Linked DNA regions of Oryctolagus cuniculus: region 2 is linked to region 1. Evidence: chromatin contacts called from public Hi-C data. All regions are on one chromosome and are shown on one strand. Each heading gives the region's core, a stretch centred on a gene start, on an enhancer-like site or on the middle of the called end of the contact. The rest is flanking DNA. Distances are from core to core; before and after follow the strand shown. Region 1 has its middle 24 kb from the start of CAD. Region 2 overlaps KHK (ketohexokinase).

The links. Hi-C and Micro-C count contacts between places; a contact is called where the count stands out from the background.
Region 2: a Hi-C map of an unstated tissue shows a contact between it and region 1, with 4 times the contacts expected there. The contact joins two enhancer-like sites. A contact is called at or near these places in 3 of 6 Hi-C or Micro-C datasets (ear pinna, psoas muscle and an unstated tissue).

The regions. Positions count from the first base shown.
Region 1 is chr2:175,730,151-175,733,770 of mOryCun1.1, forward strand. No RefSeq gene overlaps it. Among named protein-coding and RNA genes, the nearest start is that of CAD, 24 kb to the right of the region's middle. Within about 2 kb of position 1,916, at least 1 of the 8 cell types and tissues checked has an H3K27ac peak or open chromatin away from gene starts, as enhancers often do.
Region 2 is chr2:175,865,164-175,868,783 of mOryCun1.1, forward strand. It overlaps KHK (ketohexokinase), which reads right to left. Exons shown (of 8, transcript XM_070069336.1): 3 at 3,370-3,504; 4 at 1,407-1,479; 5 at 643-789. Among named protein-coding and RNA genes, the nearest start is that of KHK, 7.8 kb to the right of the region's middle. Within about 2 kb of position 1,803, at least 1 of the 8 cell types and tissues checked has an H3K27ac peak or open chromatin away from gene starts, as enhancers often do.

The DNA of each region.
Region 1 (3,620 bases), core at 666-3,165:
GCTCCTGAAATGCTGGGTCTGGGAGAGCCTTCTCCTGAGTTCTCCTGTGGCCTCTTCTGAGTCCAGCTCTAGCTCTCTCCTCATTTCTCCTCACTCCCATTCTCTTGGTGAGCTAATTAAGACACAAAGATTTTAAAAGCTCCAATTACTTTCCCATTGATTTGAGCTAACCAGTGTTTGCTGAGCACCTGCTATGCGCTCAACACTGCTCCAGGGCTTGCGATGCGGTGGTGACGGAGGGGCAGCTTTTATCCAGTTGCAGTCCCCTAGCTCCGTGACACCTCCGTAAAGGTGGCCACAGCACCCGGTAGGAATCACGGGACAATGAATCCATTGCCCCCACCCCAGATCGGCCCTCTGGCCCACCGTCATCAGCCTCCATCCTCCCAATCTCAAGGCCCCACACCATGAACTCAATTTCCACTCTCCTGGCCTTGGAATCTTGTCATCACCCGGTTCCTGCATTCCGGTGCGATTCCAGTCAGCCCCCCCAGGTGGCGCAATGCCTCCTGCTTTGCTGTAGCCTTCCCGACTCACACCGCTCCACTGTCTAGATTGACACAGCATCACAGGCACCTGTCAACGCGGGGAACCTAACCCTGCCCTTCCAACTGCAAGCCCTGAGGTGCACCGACCTGCCCTCACTTCCGTTCCCTTGGTGAATGAACAAACACAAAAAAGCTTCAGTTACCTGTACGCGGATGCTTTGGTCGCCAGCTGTTTACTGAGCTGGCTGCAGCCGGTTAGCGGTCGCAGGAGCAGGATGCAGGTGCAGAGGCTCCAAGGGGCTGCCTAGTGCAAGGGAATGTCCTCCTGCACTGGATGGCGAAGGGCTGGGGTGAAACAACTTTGCAGCAATGCTAAGCACCATCACGTGACCTCCCTCTTGGAAGTGTGCGAGTAGGGGAGTGGAATTAAAGGAAAGGGCCATCTAAAAATAAATGTCAAAGAATGCTACTACTTGTAACGTGCTTAGAACAGTGCTTGGCACATGCTTAGAGCCGCTTTCTTTTTTTCTTAAAGAAATAGATCAAATCTTGCCTATCAGGAGGGAAGGAGATCAGGAGATTGTTTATAGTTAATGACAATCACATAGAACACAAGAAGCTATTCCTCGGTGGATGTGATGCAAGCTGACACTGGTATCTTGTTTTACTAAAAGGATTGTTTTTGTTTTTATATTATTTATTTATTTGAAAGAGTTAGAGAGAGAAAAGGAGCATCCATCTGCTGGTTCACTCCAGAAATGGCTGGGGCCAGGAGCTTCTTCTGAGTCTCCCACGTGGGTACAGGGGCCCAAGCACTTGGGCCATCTTTGCTGCTTTTTCCAGGCACATTAGCAGGAAGCAGGATTGGAAGTGGAGCAGCTGGGACTTGAGTTGTTGCCCTTAAGAGATGCTGGAGTCGCAGGCGGCAGCTTTACCTATTATGCCACAATGCCTGCCCCAAAAGGGCTATTTTTGTCTTTGCAGACAGCTTTTATTTATCTTCAAATTAAAAAAAAAAAAAAATTGCAAAGCAGAGGGGGCCAGATCTATGCGCTGGTTCACTCCCCCAGTGCCCACAAAAGCTGGGGCAGTGCCAAGCTGAACTCAATCCAGTTTCGCCTGCGCATGGCAAAGCCAAGTACTTGCACCATCCCCTGCTGCCTCCCAGGCTGTGCAGGAAGCTAGAACTGGCAGCGGAGCCAGGACTCAAGCCTGAGTGCCCTGACAGGGGATGTGGGCATCCCAGGCAGTGACTAACTGCTGAGTCAGATGTCCGCCCCACTTCATTCTATTTCCCAATGTAATTACCAAACTTCTGGTTGTAGGGGAAAGTTGATTCAACTTGGCGCTGTGTTATGATTAGGAGCGCCAAAGACAGGATCAGGGCAGGAACACCTCCCACCACTTCACAAGCGAGAACGCTTAGCTGCTGGCAGCAAACATGGCTCACGCTGGAGGACGGGGCTGAGTCCTGTGACAGACTCCCGAGTACGCACTGGGGAAAATAATCCCTGACACGTTCACGGAGCTGCAGCAGAGACTCTGCAGCTCTGGAAAGAAGTGTTCTCTAAGCGACGATTTCCCAACTCATAAAGGCCCTCCAGTACTGGAGACAGAACCAGCCAGGATCGGGGTTTGCAGACTGCAAGGGGCGCACAGTGGGACTGGAGAGATCACAGCTCTGGCAGACTTGGCCTCCTGCCCAGCTCCCACCTGTGGCTATAAATGAACACTGAAGTCCACATCCAGACCCAGGGGGGGTCCGACTCCCAATCCCAACAAAAGCACGTGGGAGCCCCTGCCGGGCCAGTGTCTCCTGACCCACACTTGTGATCCCGTCCTCAGGTTCAGCTGTGCCGTGCACCTGCCAAGCTCATCCTGCACTGCCTCCTGGGCGGACCGCTTCCCCACAGGGGACTGTACACTTAGCTTCTGCTGCTTAGCTGGTTCCTGATGCTCTAAAGCCAGAAATGACCATTCCCTTTCCATTTTTAATAGAAGGGTGGATTGAAGCCAAGCTGTGCCGTGCATGTCTCGCCAGCCACCCACTGGCTTCTCCGAGCGTCTCCTCTATCAGACGGCTGCAGGGTTGGGGTGCCTTGGAATCAGAGTGTGCACAGAGCTCCTTGGCAGACCAGGCTGTCAGGAGTGGTCCTTCTCCTTCTCCATCTCTACCATGGGAACAGTCCTTGGGAAAAGCCAGTTCTTGCTGAACGGTGCTGGAGTAGCGCGGACCACTGGGAAGCAGTTTAATCTGTAGGTGTCACTGGATGCCTTTTTTTTTTTTTTTTAAAGGTTTATTTATTTGAAAGAGTCACAAAGAGGCAGAGGCAGAGAGATCTTCCATCCACTGGTTCACTCCCCAAATGGCCACAACAGCTGGAGCTGGGCTAATCCAAAACCAGGAACCAAGAGCTTCTTCCAGGTCTCCCTTGCAGGTGCAGGGGCCCAAGCACTTGGGCCATCTGCTTTCCCAGGCCACAGCAGAGAGCTGCATCAGAAGTGGAGCAGCTGGGACTGGAACCGGCACCCACATAGGACGTTATCACTGCAGGCAGCGGCTTTACCTGCTGCGCCACAGCACTGGCCCCCACCGGATGCCTTTGACTTGAGGCTATGAATTGAGGGCGAGAATCACCTTGCTTGTTCTTAAACTCCCACTGCACAGGGTGCTTGGTACCCAGCAGGAGCTAAGTTCCAGTTTGCTGGAACAAGACAGATCTTTCTGTGCTACTGAAGATGAGGGAATGAAGAGCTGCTTGCTGGAGTCCTCCCCACAGCCACAGGCGCTGCTCTGCACACGCTCCTCCCCAGGGTCCGAGCCGAAGTGCTCCTTAGTCCCAGCCAGCAGAGGCCCCTGGGCATGGTGGCAGGAGGGCTCCACGGCGACGGCGGCTGGAGGACTCCAGGGTGAGGTGCTTTTAAAAAGTTTACTTAAAAGGCAGAGGGACAAAGAGAGAGAGAGAGAGAATCTTCCATCTGCTGGTTCACTCCCCAAATGCCCAAGACAAGCACGGCTGGGTCAGCCCGAAGCCAGCACTCCACTGGGGTCTTTTAAGCAGGTGGCAGGAGTCCGAGCACTTGGGCCATCATCCACTGCCTTCCAGGCACTCAGCAGGAAGCTGGACCGGA
Region 2 (3,620 bases), core at 553-3,052, 130 kb after region 1:
CGCGCACAGCCGTTGTCTACACTGCGGGAGAGCGCTAGTCTGTTCTGAGACCAGAGGCCCGGAAGCGCGGAGAGCCGGGAGCGCCCTCTGGGGGCGGGTCGTGTGCCGGCCTCGGCGTGCAGTTGCCGGTCTCCGCGGCCCCACGGCTGCGCGTCCGCTTTCCCAGCCGCCGGGACAACGGAAGACTCCAGGGCTCCCTCCACACCAGCTGCACGACGGGGGTCTCGCCCCCGGCAGGCAACGGAAAACCGGGAGGCGGCGCCTCGGGCGTCCGGAGATTCCTCTGCGTGGCAAGGTTGGGGACAAAGGACCACATGCCACATTCCCAGCTCTGCCCAGATGTACCTCTCCATGTTCCTACTCCGCCCCTCATTGCCTAGAGGGAAAGAACGAGGAGGTCCAGAGAGGAGATACTTCTGGCCACGTCCAAGACCCCTGGGCACCCTAACGCCCCCGCTCTCCGGGAGTGGAGAAAGTCTGCTCCCTGGCCACTGCTGAACTCAGAGCTGGAGGTCTGCGGCCCTCCGATACCACCAAGCCAGAGGCTGCGGTGCCAGCACAGGGGAGGGGGTGGGGTGGGCCAGGGGATGCTGGAAGGACGCGGGACGCTGGAAGCAGCACGCCGACTCCGTGCGCACTCACCACCTCTCCATAGCCAAACAGCTGGAACAGCTCCTCCCGGGGCTTCTCTATCTCCACGGACACCCGGATCCTCTGCTCTGCAGGCTGCCTGGCGTTGTGCTGTTCTATCCTCTGCAGCATCTTCACCTGCTCCGATGCGTTCCGTCCCTGGGGCCGGGAGGGGCAACTTAGGGCCGGAGGGCACTGTCCAGCTGATCTGGCTCATTCCTGCTCCCTGCTGGGACTCTGGGCGGGTGGGGGGCGGGGAATAGGGGACAGGGACTGCAACCCCTTCCTAAGTTAGAAAATTCTGGAGCTGTCATGGACCTTGCAGACTTCATCAAATGGCTCTCCCATGTCACAGATGAGAAAATAATGAGTAAAGCTCTGAAGGCCCTACAGTGAGTTCAATGACAGGGCTGGGATTAGAACTCAGGACTTCTCAAGGTTCCCTCTAAAACGTCCATCTTGGAGGCAAAGGTCTAGTTCCCTGCATTTGGGAGCTCTTGTTCCCGCTTCCTGGATGCAATGGGTTGGGGGATACGGAGCCGGCCTCCTGCCAGAGGACCTGCTGGACTGTGCCCGGAGCCAGCCCCCCTCCTGTGTGTGTTTCCGGGCCTGAGTTTCCCCATCTGAAAATGGAAGGAAGCGTGGAGAGGGGCCTCGGAGTTGGACGCATCTACTTCTAGGTGTTCCATGGTTCAAAGACACCAAGGAGGGGGCAGAACACGTGGGCGGGGCTAGCCAGTTGAGTCCCTCAAAAAGCAGGCTGGGGCGGGGCTTGCCTCAATGTGGATCCACTTGAACCGGTTCAGATCAACCTTCTCAAAGTCCTTAGCAGACACATCTGGCAGGTTCCTAGGTCACAGGATGGAAAGGACAGAGAAGGGCCTAGTGAGGTCAGCCGGGGCCGGGCTGTCACGGGCAGCTGGGGACTGTGCCCGGCACTGCAGGCACATGGCAGGAGGCTGGATCTACAGCTCAGGAGCGTCAAATTCAGCTCCAGGATGGGCCCTGCCCCAGCCTCCCGGGGTGCCCCGTCTTGAGGTTGAGACTGGTATTATCTAAGGGTAAACTCAACAGCAACACCGGACACAAGGGGCCAGCTCTGTGTGCCTCGAAGACCAGTCTCCCAGAATGCTCTAAGAGCACTGGGAACTACAGTTCCCAGAATTCCCCTTGCCAGTGCACACAACTCCCAGGAGGCAGTGCCCCAGCAGACGCCAAAGCCCTTGGGGGATCCTGCAGGGAAGCTTGGTCTATCATGCCCGTTTCTGTATTGGGAGCACCCGCCATGCGTCCAGAGCCCCCGTGACATCTCTGAGGTCAGGGTTGGCGGCGGCAAAGAGTTATGTTTGGCCAGCTTAGGCATGGAGACTCAGAAGGGGTCTGCCTCCACCCCACCCCCTCCATGGCCCGTGGCCCAATCCTTTGTCCACTTCACTAGCTGTGTGCCCGGGGACCTTCTGCCTCTCAGCCCAGCTGCAGCTGGACGGAGCATCTGTGCATGCGCCTGGACTGAGGCCAGCCGGCAATACACCTCTCTCCCCAGAGCCCCTCCCCGTGAATCCCAGGTGCGTCCTGGAGCCAAGGAGCTACAGATTATTGCCCAATGAGCAGTTCACTGGGATTGCCCAGTCTGAAGGTCACCTCTGGCGCGGCGGGGCGCTCACTCATTCGCTGGGACATACAGAGCCCAGGGACCCTGCAGCTGATCCTGGGCTGCCTGCCCCTCTCCCATGTCCCTCGGTCAGGGTGAGCAGGCAGGGAGCCTGAACCCTGGGGCGCTGGGCTTGGGCCCTCACAGATTCCTGGTCCCTGAACCTCAGATTCTTCAGGAGGGAGTCACCCCCCCCACACGGGTTGGCACCCCATCAGATGAGCCTGATCTGCCGCCCAGTGTCCCTGCTCCCTGCGCTTCAGGCATGACTGAATGGTGTGTGGCTGTCTGGTCCCACTCCTTTGTGCTAGAACCCTCAGAGCTCTCAGCCGGCTGGAATATACCGCAGCTCCTTGGTGCATGCCGCAGGCTGGCAATCCCAGGGCTGACCCTGCACGGTCCCGTGGGCCCCTTAGCCCTTCTGGGCTTAAGATGGGTTGAACTGCATCACCCACTCCCCTCTCCTGGGAGCACTTTCCCCGCACCCACACCCAAGCCGCTGATTGACTAATTATGGAGCAATCACATCATTAATTACATTTGGTGCAGGCCTGGTTACCAGGCAGAATAGAACCCGTCCCTTTCCACCCTACTTCTCCCCTCATTGAAGACAATTCAGCAATCACGGCACAGTTTGGCGTGGGGGCAATTTCTGGTACAGAGAAGCCACAGAGGGCCAGCTGGGATGCCCATGGTGGCGATGAGGAAGAGGGCTGATTGGTGGGTGGTGGAGGGCGAGGCCGGGGGCCTTACGTGTCGTAGAGCACAATGGTACGGGAACCATTGGTGCTGTTGACGATGCAGCAGGAGCAGGGGGTCTCTCCCCTGTCCTGCCAGGCCACCTGAGACACGTCCACGCCCCGCCGCCTGAAGTCGGCCACCAGGAAGCTTGGGGAGGAGCCCGAGCCAGGGAGAGGGCAAGGAGACACAGGTTAGAGCCTGCACGGGCCCAGGGCCTCCCAGGCCAGTGGGAAGGGGGTGTGGCTGCACATGGTCCTCTGGGAGAAGGTCCTGCTGTGGGGTTTGGTGACGGCGGCGGTGGCGGCGGCGGTGGCGGCAGCTGGCAAGGTGCAGACAGGTGTACAAACCTGTAGGCGTGGAGGATGGTGCGGCTCCCAGTGGCCTCGCTGATGATGACTGTGGAGGTGGGGACAGAGCCCTGGGTCTGAAAGACTGTGTAGCGTAGGTCCACAGAATAGCGGCGCAGGTCCTCCAGGACAAAGCTGCCAGGGCAAGCGAGCCAGGGGGCGCAGTTCGACGAAGGTTGAGGGGAGCACAGCGCAGCTGGCAGGGAGGGCAGGGGGACAAGCAGAGGGGCTAGGAGAGAGTGAGGCATCGC